Regions from separate parts of the Mus musculus genome. Here all the other regions are linked to region 2. The links are chromatin contacts, called in public promoter capture Hi-C maps. All regions are on one chromosome and are shown on one strand. The core of a region is the stretch at or near the end of the contact, and the rest is flanking DNA. Distances in the headings are between cores, read along the strand shown.

Region 1 (4,054 bases), core at 793-3,292, 2.6 Mb after region 2:
AGATGGACTAGCAGCTGGTTCTCCTGCTGTAGGGCCCCTTAGGCTACAGCTCGTTCCTTGCCCTCCTGGGTCGTCTTGGTATTGACCTTTTCGAGTTAAGGGTAGCACACTTGCAAAGGCTGTATGTTCTTAAATTCAGAAGTGGATAGAAGGAGAAGAAAGCAGGGTTTGACTGAGCTGGAGGCACCATTATAGGTGTCGCAATTAGAACCTAGTTTGTTTGTTTTGTTTTTTTTGGTCTGAGTCTTCTTTAACAAACAGGTTCTCATTACTTCTGAGACCCTGAGATGTTATTTAAAGAGACAGTGACACAGAAGACCTGACTAGACCCAGTAATCCATCGACAGCAGGCACAGTAGGTTATACTGCTGGCCCAGCCTACAGTGTCTGGTAACGGAGGTCTAGGACTAGCCAGCTAACTGAAGCTAATGGGAGCACAGTGGCCAGAAGAACTGGAGGGTCTTGCCCAGGCTAGAGGGGATCAGCCTACAGACGTTCAGACAGTCAAGTGCTGAGTCATTCCTAGTCAGAAAAGGAGCCACAGCACATTTGTTGGGACAAGCAAAGCTAAGCCTAATCTCAGCAGGGAAGGTGGGAACCATCAGGGCTGTTGAGCAAGGACCCAAGACAGCCTGAACTCTCCAAACCACCTGTCCTGGGGCCCTTAGAGCCGCCCCTCCCCCCACAGTAAGTGCTCACCTTTTGAGATAACCTTCCTATCTGCCACCACCCCTACTTGCTAGCCAACAGCCAAAAGGCACATGACTTTTCCTTTCCCTTTAAGAGTAATGCTGGTGTTCTAGATACTAGAATGAAAAACGAGGACCTCAGCAGGCAACTCTACCATGACCTGTGTCCTCCTAAATCCAGTAGTCCTGCAAGCCACAAAGAGGATGGCTAGCCTTCACACGGAGGATAACGTCCCTGCTAACATTGTCTCCCCATACTTACTTCTTAAGGTCAAACACAGTGACTCTATTTCCCACGGGGCTGATAACAGAATTTCCATCATGTGTGAAATTTAAGTTTCCACACCGATAAACCGTACCCAACAAATTCGAGAACTGCAAAGGAAATGAATCAGTTTTAACACAGAGAACACAGCGTCAGCTCTCTGAAATGGTGATGAGAGGCATCTGGGCATAGGTAGTAAAGTACCTGACCATAGGTGTGTCCTGCCCCTGGGCAGAGGAGGAACCCAACTTAATTCTCAGGAGCCCAGGGTTCCCTTGAATGGTACTATACTCCCAAGACAGGAAGCATTTGCCAGGCACAGAAGGGCACAGGATCTCCATTCTAAGAGAAGCTGCTTCAGTGAACAGGGCTGCAGGAGATGCTCACCACGCCCACCGTGCTAAGTATCAGTGCCCCGGTGTATCCATTCAGTTATCAAAGGCAAGCATCTCCATCCAGCAGACACAGCTGGGTGTAGAGACCCGAGCCTTGTGTTCTATGTCCACATAGAAACGGCACATAGGCAATTGGACAGATGTCCAAACACTGCAAAGCCCAGCAGAGCAGTAGGGTAGTTGCTTACTGGGATTGCCTGGGCTAACTAAGGCAGGAGTCGATCTGGGGTGTAGGTGGGCAGCTATGCAACGAGATAACACCAGGCAGAGCTAGGCTCCTAAGAGGTATGATCAGCAGAGGAGCGCTGTCGAGACTGCTCCAAGAACTGGCGGCCCTGTAGAGAGCTGGGTGTTGCTTGAAGTTTGTTGTTAAGAGCCTTTCAGCAGCTATTGCTGTGTTGTCTGGCAAGAGGAGTTTGGACAGGGCTGGGTACAGCCCGAGACCTGTTGGGTAGGAGCCCGGAGCTCCTGGTATAAACCAGGAGCAATAGATTGCGATGGGTCGACCCACTAGTGCTTCCCACAGGCAGCCGAGATGACAACGACCTCGGTCTCTCCCGCGTCCTCGGAACCTTCCATCGCCCTCCCGTTGCCCCTGCCCGGCCCGCCGCTCACCCGGTAAGCGAATTTCATCCTGGAACCACACGTGGGGTACCGTACTGCAACCACTTCCGGAATACAAACAATCTCCGGCGCTTAAAACGCGCACTTCCGGGGCGGAGCCGCAACCCTAGTGTCCTGGGAAGCCCCGCCCGTCCCTCCCTCACCCCCACTCCCGCCACCACCCTGCCTCTACGCAGGCGCTGCGTAGCGGTGAACTAGCTGAGACCGCTAGGACGGTGGAGAATGGAGCTAAGTTCTAGGTCTCCATGCAGAGCCCAGTCCGGAGCTGAGAAAGCGAGCAAATCGTCACACACTCGCCTGTAACCGTGCAAAACAAAAACAAAAACCCAAGTTCAAACGGAGTTTCTTCTTAAAACGTGTATTTTTAGAATTTTAATGCTTACACTTTAAACGATCTTAGTACAGCGGCCTTACTCTGACATTATGTTACAGAACACTGTGAAAATGGAACCAACGCCTGCAGTGTCAAGGTGCGGCCGTCACCTTTCCTAGACCCCATCCCAGAGAACAAGAGCTGCCAACTCTCTTACAGAGAAAGGTGTCTTCATGAGAAATAACAGAACTACCAACATTTTAGATCTCCCCTTTGTTTTATTCTTAATATATATAATTAGAAAACCGTAGAGAACTCAGAAATATGAAACTCAGGGGGTGGGCGGTGAACTCAAGAGCCAGACTCCACTCTAAAGGACTACACACGGATGCGGGAGGCTAGCAGTGCCGGGTGGAAGCTTTTCTGCCAGGATCAAGTCTCAAAGACCTCCCCACACATGGACTTGACATCTGCAGGCCAACTGTCAAAGGTTTACCGAAAACAGAGTTCAGAGGGCTGTAGACATTCAGTAAGTACCAAGTTCTAATTTGCATACCCAGCTCCCCAAGTTTATTAGTTTTAAACTGCACATAAAATAGGTTTTCAGAGGGTTTTAAATAAATGTTTGTTTTTTTTTTGTTTTTTTTTTTTTTAAGGTTTATGTGAGTACACTGCCACTGTCTTCAGACACACTAGAAGAGGGCATCAGATCCCATTACATATGGTTATGAGCCACCATGTGGTTGCTGGGATTTGAACTCAGGACCTCTGGTAGAGCAGCCAATGCTCTTAACCACTGAGCCATCTCTCCAGCCCCAGTGTTTATTTTCTTTAAGCATTCCTCCAATTCCTGCAAATGAAAACCACTTGGTGGTGGTGTGTTGTGGGCGTCGTACTATCCTTTATTTACTGGCTGAGTTAAAAGCAAATACCCTGGGGCTGGAGAGATGGCTTAGCAGTTAAGAGCACTGAGTACTCTTCTGAAGGTCCTGAGTTCAAATCCCAGCAACCACATGGTGGCTCACAACCATCCGTAATGGGATCTGATGCCCTCTTCTGGAGTGTCTGAAGACAGCGACAGTGTACTTACATATAATAAATAAACAAATCTTAAAAAAAAAAAAAAGCAAATACACTGAATACTGAAAGTGTTGGCTTGGTTCTCCTGGTTCTCTCTGTGCCCCTGACTCTGGGCCCAAACATGGTCCCCAGGGGGCAGCGACTCCTGAAGAGGGCTCCCTCCTCTCCCAGCTTTCTACCTCAGGTCCCACTCACAGACACCACGCCAATAAGCCCAGAGCACTCTATCTCCTATATACAAAAATACATCACTTTGGAGGACTGAGAACGTTTAATACATACAGCATCTATTTACAATCTATGACTTCCACACCAGTAAAAACAAACACACATTTATTTTGTCCTTGATTTTTGGTGCAACTTATACACAAACATTACATCAGTTAGTCTGTACTCTTAAAAATAATAAATCAACAATATGTACAATCAAATTTACAACCAAAAGTAAATGAACCCGTTGGTGCGGTATGACTGCAACCCAGTGGCCCAGCTGAGGTCCTCCAGGCCCTGAGTCCTTTACGACTGATCAGAGCACAAGAGAGGCCCCTCTCATCTTCACTCCAGATGGAGCATCTTCAGTTCCAAGACTTAAGGTGCAAAAGATGTCGATTATACAGCTACAATACATGAGCAGACTTTAAAGTGAGAGAAAACATTTTACCCCCACATCCAACAATTATAATAAATA
Region 2 (3,819 bases), core at 1,081-3,580:
CCTAGGTGAGTTGGCTCTTGGGCACTGTTTCTGTGACTTGGACAAGAGCCCCCATAGACTGAGCTGTCTCCTCTGGAGTGAGGATATCATTCTACCTCACGGGTTTCCCAAGTCTACTGAGCTGAAGGCTGCTGGCCCTTCTCCCAGGAGCTGTCCTGGGCAGCAGGGTTCGTTGGCAATCCCACAGTGAGGCAGAGATCTGATGCTGTCTTCTCAATCTCTGGGGATGATGTTGGGCATAGAGGGTTGACCTGGGTTCCTCATGGCAGCCTTGTCACCCTTAGCTAAACCCATGGGGGTATAAAAAAATGGGAGGCAGGGAACTAGAGAGATGGCTCAGTGGTTAAGAGCACTGATTATTCTTCCTGAGGTCCCGAGTTCAATCCCCAGCAACCACATGGTGGCTCATAACCCTCTGTATTGGGATCTGATGCCCTCTTCTGCATGCATGTAAGCAGAATACTATATACATGGGAGGCAGGGAGTATGAGAGGGAGGATGTCCTCAGACTTCAGGTCTTGGTGGGGACATATAAGGCCCCACGTGGGAACTGTTTGTGGATAAGTTATGGGCAGCAGTTATAGCTCAGTTGTTCTGAGACCTTCACTACTCGTGAGGTAACCCATCAGGCGTGGAGAGGAAGCCAAGATATGAGTGCCTGGCAAGTATGGTGGAAGGCTACATACAGAAGGGTATGGAACTGAACCAGCTCCACCATTGGTCTCTTTCACACAGTCAGAAAGCCCAAACTCAAACCAACTCAAGGCTGTTAATTCGGCCAGGTCATCTGTAATCAGGTCATCTCCAGCTTCCTGGTAATCGTGACTAGGACTCAGTCTCTGTTGTTTGTTGTTCCTTGTTTGTTTGTTTGTTTGTTTGTTTGGGATAGTCTCACATAGCCTAGGCTGGTTTCAGTTACTTAGCTGGTAATGACCTTGAACTCCTGATCTTCCTCTATCTACTTCCAAAGTAGATTTGACCTGCCACGCCCAGCCACCGAATGGTTTTGAAACCTTCTCTGGGAGGAAGGAGGCAGATAGATCCTCCGTGGAGACCATTTCCCTGAGCTTACTCTGTCAGGAATGGGTCTTCTGCCTGCAGACGGAGTTTCCCCAGAAGGAAAGGCGGCAAGAGGCTTTCCGTTCCCTGTGTTGCTCTTGGCCGAGTGTGTAGCCATAGACAAAGTAGGGTCCTGTGATGGTTTCAACCTGGCGCCCCAAGTTCAATGGCTTAAAACAGCAAGTCCCGGTTATTGGGAGCCTGAAATCTAATGTAAGCAGAGCCGTGCTCCCCACCTCTCCCCCACTGCCCCCAGGACTATGGGGCCATATCCTTCCTTGCCTCCCCTCCTTCTGAGCTTCCTGGCAATCCTTGAGGCTGTTTGGCTTGTACTTGTGTCGCGCTGACCTCAGCTTCCTACTCCACATGGCTGTCTTCCCTGTGCGACTACCCAACCGGCCATCTTGTAAGACCACTAATTACTGTATTTAGGGCCTACCCTAATCCAGTATGATCTCATCCGAACTAATTACCTTGTGAAGACTCTGTTTCTAAATAAGGTCACACTCTGAGCTCTCCCTAGTGGGCATGAACTTGGTGGAAGGGGGAAAAAAAAACAAGACACCACAGAAGCCTCTGAAACCCTCGGTTTCCTTGTCTGTAAAATGGCGATGGCATTATAGGATTAGAGACTGGCATAGCATAGTGTTGCATAAGTGCGCCTTTATTCTTTAACGTGATTAATCTTCTGTGACATTTTTCTTCTCCTATCAGTGCTGATATTTGAGTCCAGGATCTTTGGCATGCTTGGCGATCGTTCTACCTTTGGGCCACACCTAGCCCCTCTTTCTTACTTTACAGTGAGCCTAACCATTCACTCCTCAGCATCGATCCATTCAGGACTGGGCACTGTGCATGCAGCCTAGACTTCCTCAGAATTGGGAGCCAAGAAAGATTTTGGGAGGTGTCATAAGTTAGCGGAGTCTGAAGGAAGACGACTTTAGCCTGTAAAATGTCCTGGCAGGAGCATTGAGGGCAGAGAAAGGGCAGGGGCAGGCACCAGCAAGGCAAGAATTTCTCTGCAGGGCAAATGGGGGCCTTTGAAGGGTTTTCCAGCGGGAGAGGAAAATGTTCCATTAAGGTAACAGCAGCCTTGCAAACCACTGGTGAGCAAGCGTCACCAGGTGATAGGAGTGGTGGGGGAGGGTACTAGGTGTGGCTTGGAGGAGGTCACAGATAACACCAATTGGAAGGGACCAGTGAAGAGGCAGGGGGTGGCTTCTGAAGGGCTGGACTCTGGCTTCTGTGGCTGGTAGAGGTTTGTGGAAGGTAGTTGCTTAGCTCAGGTTAGGACTTGTTGACCTTGGGCATCTGACACAGCGGGTGGCTCAGACTTGGACTCTATGTGCAATGTGATATAGCTCAGCATGGAAGATGTAAAGAGGAAGGGAGCTCTGGGTAAGCTGAGGACGGAGTGTAGGGAAATTGTTGGGCGGTTTAGGTACCAATTAAGTCGCAGGGAGGTTGTGGGTGGACAGGTGTGCTTGCTTGCCTTGTGGTCCAGGAGGCTGTGAGACACAAGTGAGTTAGTTGGCTTTCCTGCAGACTGTGGCATGTGATGGTAGGGGCGGGAGTGAGGAGACCAGGACATGGGTAAGACAGGGCTTCCCTCCCAGCCCCCCCTAGAGATGCCAGACAGCACAGATAATTACCAGGTGATACAATAAATGCCACCTGAGAAGGGGGGCGGGCAGGAAGGGGGGCAGAAGTGACTGCAGAGCTGGGAGTCAGAGCCAGGCTAACACTGAGGCTTTGAAGAGCTCTGGAGCCTTCTGAAGTCTGTCTGTTTCATCCAGTCCTCAAGCTCCCTTGATCCTCTCTGGAGAGGAAACCAAGGCCAGAAAGGGAAGGTTTCCCAGGTCCCCAGCTCTCAGGGAGGTCAGGCATGAAACCGGGAGCTATGGGGTGCACATTTCTGTTATTCTGCTGATGAATTCTGGAGTTGGACTTCACTCACCAGATGCTGAATGCTCCCAGGAATTAACAAGCTGACCATCCCGGAGGCCCACGCGCTTGGCTAAGTACAGGCTCCACTCACACCAAAGGCGAGTACTGGGATGGGGTGAACGGGCAGCACCAAAAAGCCAGGCTTGCGGGGGGGGGGGGCAGAAGGCAGAAAATCTGACCTTGCTGTGGTGTGGTCATTCAGAGAGTACTTCCTCAACACCGTTGGGTAACAGTGGCCCATTTACGGATTCTTCTGTCTGGTCATTGTGGTCTATGTGTGGTCAGGCACTCTATGCAGGTAGTCACAGGGCATGGGTGTCCCCTGCATCTGTGATCTGTGGCCTGGGATGATTAGAAGGGTCTGAGACCAGACCCATCCAAAATGAGCCGAAGGAGTCACAAGCTGGGGCTCGACGCTAGGGGAGAACTTGCCAGCTGCTTTTAGAGATGAAGAACTCCCCCCAAGGGTGGACTTTTCTAGGGTGTTGGAAAATCAGAGGGAAGGTTGAGAATCTGTGATCCTCACGTTCATTAAGCTGTTGTGACTTTGGATTTGAAGTCAGTTTCATCCCACCAGTTTACCAGGGGAGTCTCAGGGTTGCTGGCTTTCAGGGTGGGGAGGGAGATCCTGTCCCAAGAGAACCGGAGTGTGGGGAGGGAAGGACCCACCCATCTCAATTACTTGAACTGACTTCTGAGGTTTAGACTATCGACCTCAGCTGTGAACCTTACCCACTGGGGGTTCAAGCCCTGCCCAGAGCTTCCTGACATTCAGGTAAGTCAGTACTACCATGGGGTGTGGTTGGACTGTAC
Region 3 (4,032 bases), core at 327-2,826, 2.4 Mb after region 2:
GCCTGGCAGCTGCCTCTCACAGAAGGCAGCAGAAGTCCTCGCGCAGAGACCACTCAATATTACCATCCCTCAGACACTGGGGCCTCCCTTGCTCAGACAGGAGCCTGAGGTGGATAGCCTATCTATGCCTGCCAGAGGCAGGAGCCCTACAAATGGGACTCAGGACTCTGCTGGCCTCACTGAAATGCCTATCTAATGGGTGATGTGGGCCTAGTCAGGGCCTCTCTTGTGGTCCACTACCATGGGTGATTCTTCCACAGGTCCCCGGCCCAGTCTCAGTGACAGCACTGGGATGTACAAGCTGAAACAGCCCTGAAAAAGGGTATGCTGACTGCCAGCCTAGACCAGGCCCAGGGGACCCAACAGAGATTTGAGATTTCCAGCATTATGGGAGTCAGAGTGACATTTTTTCCTGCCTTCCTGGACTTGCAATCATGCTTGTAAGATGTATCTATCCTGTGTTGTTCCTACCGATCTCTTAGGTAAGGGCTGGGCAGTCAGGAACCCCGCTTAGGAGCATGTGTGTCTGTATTTCCTGAAATGTTTGGAAGGAAATGGCGAAGCTCAACTGCAGTGCTCAGGGAAGCCAAGCCCCTTGAAGCTCCACGTGTCTTCCTCAGCCCCCAACTGGGTAGTATTTCTTTTCAGCCGGACCCAACTAGAGCCACAGACTTCGCACATCAGCAGTCAGCCTGGAACCAGGCCACCAAGAGAGGGGCTGAGAAGAGGGCAGATCCTCCCAAGCCCAGACTTTTCCCTAGCCTTACCAGGCCGAGAAGAGGCTGTGCACCCTCAACTATTAGCCCTGTGGTGCTTGCCCTGTTACACCGGTAAAAAAATACCCCCGCTCCACGCCCTCTGTTCTCCACTTAAGTCTCCATCCAAGGGACAGGAAGCAGCCCAGGCAAAGGCGTGTGGGCAAGCCTGCCTCAGTCTCACCCCATCCCAGTACAGAGAAGGTAGGAATCACAGGCTGCACGGGGGAGGGTACAGGGTCCCTGATCCTTTCAAATTCCGGCCTGTGAAACTTGGCCGGCTGTGCTTCTCTTAGAGGTCCTGACACGTGTGGCCTAGAAAGGAATAGCCCGGTGCCCTAAGTCTGCGTGCTGCGCGGACACACCCCCAAACCGGGCGGACCTAGGCAGCGCGAGGGCGGGGCGTGCCAAGGCCCGTGGCCTGCAGCACGTACGCCAGCTACCCGGGGCGGAGCTTGGGGACAGGGACCTGAAGCCACGGTGCTCCACAGGAGATTGGCTGGCCAAGTACACCCCAGATCCCTAGGCGAGGGGCAGTGGACAAGCCCGAAGGGTTCCGAGGACAGGCAGAAACCCCAGATCCATCCCTAAACACGCCCCCGCGTCCCATCACCTTGCGCATCACCGCCGCTGGTCAGCACTCCAATGGCCTTGCCAGCCCCCGACATCCGCAGTTTCTCCAGGTCCACGGTAGCCATGGCGGCAGCGGAGACCAGGAGCCCAAGCTCCTCTCCCGCCGCTCTGCGTTCCGCGCCGCTGTCGCCTGTCCCCGCCCCGTGCGCCTGCCTGTGTACCCGGTTTGTCCCGCCCCGCCCCGGCTCCGCCCCCAGTATAACGTTTGACTGACAGGCTCGGGGACCTGGTCGCCCCTCTAGTGGCTGCTGGAGAAGGTAGCTGCGCTAAGAAAGGCGGAGCGCACGCCAGTCTACAAATGTCTGCGCAGCGGTTCCGGAACCCTGGTTCCCCAGGCCCGCCACCGAACTCCCCAGGTACCCAGCAGCTAGGATCAACGTCCTCACCAAATGAAGTTCACAACCTGAGCCTGACTGAAGTTTCTGGGCAAGTGGAGTTCATGCTACAGCAAGCTGATTTTACATCTGTCCAGGCGCTGTTAAAGGAAACCTGTAGCCAAGTCTCACGGGCATTTTAAATCCCACTTGGCCAGCATCCGGGGATGCAGGTGTGGCTTGGGTGAGAATTCCTAAGCCGCTCCTTGAGTTGATTTAGGCTTGCAACAGTCTCCTTCGAGCCGAAGTTAAAAAAAAAAAGGAAAAGGAAAAAAGCCAAACAAACAAAAAAAGGAGAAAGAAAGAAAGAAAGAAAGAAAGAAAGAAAGAAAGAAAGAAAGAAAGAAAGAAGGAAAGAGAGAGAGAAAGAAAGAAAGAAAGAAAGAAAGAGAGAAAGAAAAAGAGAAAGAAAGAAAGGGAGAAAGGGAGAAAGAGAGCAAAAGAAAACATAGGAAAGCTGCAGTTGTATCTGAGACGATAGCCACGATTCGTCCCATCGCGACTGCTGAATGTAGTTGGGGATTTGGAAAGAGAAACACTTAGCGTAGCATTTTTACTTCAGGGTGATTTGCTAAACCTGCCGCTTCTCTCAACTCTCACAGCTCCTGGTTCAGGCGAGTGGCCTTTGCCTGAGCACAAAGTGGGGAACCAGCCCCTCAGGATTGGTTAGAGGGATTCGAAGCTGGTGGAGCAATGGTCAGATCCAGGACTCTCAAGGAAAGCTACCCACAGTCCAGAGCGCTGGATCTGGGCTGCCATGGTAGGGCTGTCCTGCAGAGATGAGGGTACCCCATCTGACCCTGACAGTTTGTTGATTTTTGCCTGGTTTTGCTAAATTCTTTAAGAGCTATTTTTATTGTCTGGCAGTGGTGACACACGCTTTTAATCCCAGCATTCAGGAAGCAGAGACAGGCAGATCTTTGAAGGTCAGTTTGGTCGATAGAGCAAATTTCAGGACAGCCAAGGCTATACAAAGAAACCAAGAACAGGGATAAAAGGAATAAAGGAAAGAAGGAAGGGGCGGTCCGTTTAACTCAAATTCTAAGAACATAACAGGGCTTTTGTTGGTGGGGAGTGGGGAGGTGTTTTGGCTGGAGATATGGCTCAGAGGTTAAGAGCACTGGCTGCTTTTCCAGAAGTCCTGAGTTCTAGTCCTGACAACCACATGGTAGCTCACAATCATCTGTAATGGGATCTGGTGCCCTCTTCGGGTCTGTAGGCATACATACAGGCAGGCCATACACACAGTATACATAATAAATAAACCTAAAGAAAAAAAAGAAAAAATGTTTTACTGGATTGTAGGGGGGTTATAACTCCTGCATAAAAGGTTATAAGAGGGCTGATGAGATGGCTCAGTGGGTAAGAGCACCCGACTGCTCTTCCGAAGGTCCGAAGTTCAAATCCCAGCAACCACATAGTGGCTCACAACCACCCGTAATGAGATCTGATGCCCTCTTCTGGTGTGTCTGAGGACAGCTACAGTGTACTGACATATAATAAATAAGTAAATCTTTTTTTAAAAAAAAAAGGTTAGGAGAGAAAAACTTGCTGTAAACTCAAGTTTCAAAGTAGTTTATAGAAAATACTAGCTGGGCATGGTGGCACACGCTTTTAATCCCAGCACTCAGGAGGCAGAGGCAGACGGATTTCTGAGTTCAAGGCCAGCCTGGTCTACAAAATGAGTTCCAGGACAGCAAGGGCTATACAGAGAAACACTGTCTCAAAAAACCAAAAAAAAAAAAAAAAAAAAAAAAAAAAAAAAAGAAAAGAAAAGAAAAGAAAAGAAAATACTAATGTCTAATGTGGCTTACAATGGACTAGAAACATCAAAAAAGGAGCATAAAAGCTATATACTGGCTATAGAGCCCTCACAAGTAGCCGCTGCACCAACATTTTTGATCATCATTTTCCTGTCATCTTAGCACCTATGTGTATATACATGTGTGCCCTTCTGGATTCTGTTTGTTTGTTCTTTTTAAAAAAAAAAACTTATTTAATTTATATGAGCATACTGTAGCTGTCTTCAGACACACAAGAAGAGGGCATCAGATCTCATTACAGATGGTTGTGAGCCACCATGTGGTTGCTAGGAATTGAACTCAGGACCTCTGGAAGAGCAGTCAGTGCTCTTAACTATTGAGCCATCTATCTCCCTAGCCCTGTTTGTTCCTGAGACAGAGTCTCCATGTAGCCTTGGCTGGCCTGGAACTCAATGTGTTTACCAGGCTGCCTATGAACTCACAGAAATCCCCCGTCTCTGCAAAGGC

The links. Promoter capture Hi-C pulls out the DNA fragments that hold promoters and counts their contacts.
Region 1: a contact with region 2 is called in a promoter capture Hi-C map of liver, with 4 times the contacts expected there. The contact joins the promoter of Pwp2 here to the promoter of Ggt1 in region 2. A contact is called at or near these places in 2 of 39 promoter capture datasets (both in liver).
Region 3: a contact with region 2 is called in a promoter capture Hi-C map of liver, with 4 times the contacts expected there. The contact joins the promoter of Pfkl here to the promoter of Ggt1 in region 2. A contact is called at or near these places in 2 of 39 promoter capture datasets (liver and neutrophils).

Annotation. Positions count from the first base shown.
Region 1 is chr10:78,183,107-78,187,160 of GRCm38.p6, forward strand. It overlaps Pwp2 (PWP2 periodic tryptophan protein homolog (yeast)), which reads right to left and starts at 2,043. Exons shown (of 21, transcript NM_029546.2): 1 at 1,965-2,043; 2 at 952-1,064. The coding sequence starts at 1,982. Trappc10 (trafficking protein particle complex 10) reads right to left here. Exons shown (of 23, transcript NM_001081055.2): 23 at 2,316-4,054.
Region 2 is chr10:75,561,802-75,565,620 of GRCm38.p6, forward strand. Ggt1 (gamma-glutamyltransferase 1) reads left to right here and starts at 2,331. Exons shown (of 15, transcript NM_001379537.1): 1 at 2,331-2,457; 2 at 3,020-3,104.
Region 3 is chr10:78,008,231-78,012,262 of GRCm38.p6, forward strand. It overlaps Pfkl (phosphofructokinase, liver, B-type), which reads right to left and starts at 1,577. Exons shown (of 22, transcript NM_008826.5): 1 at 1,369-1,577. The coding sequence starts at 1,453.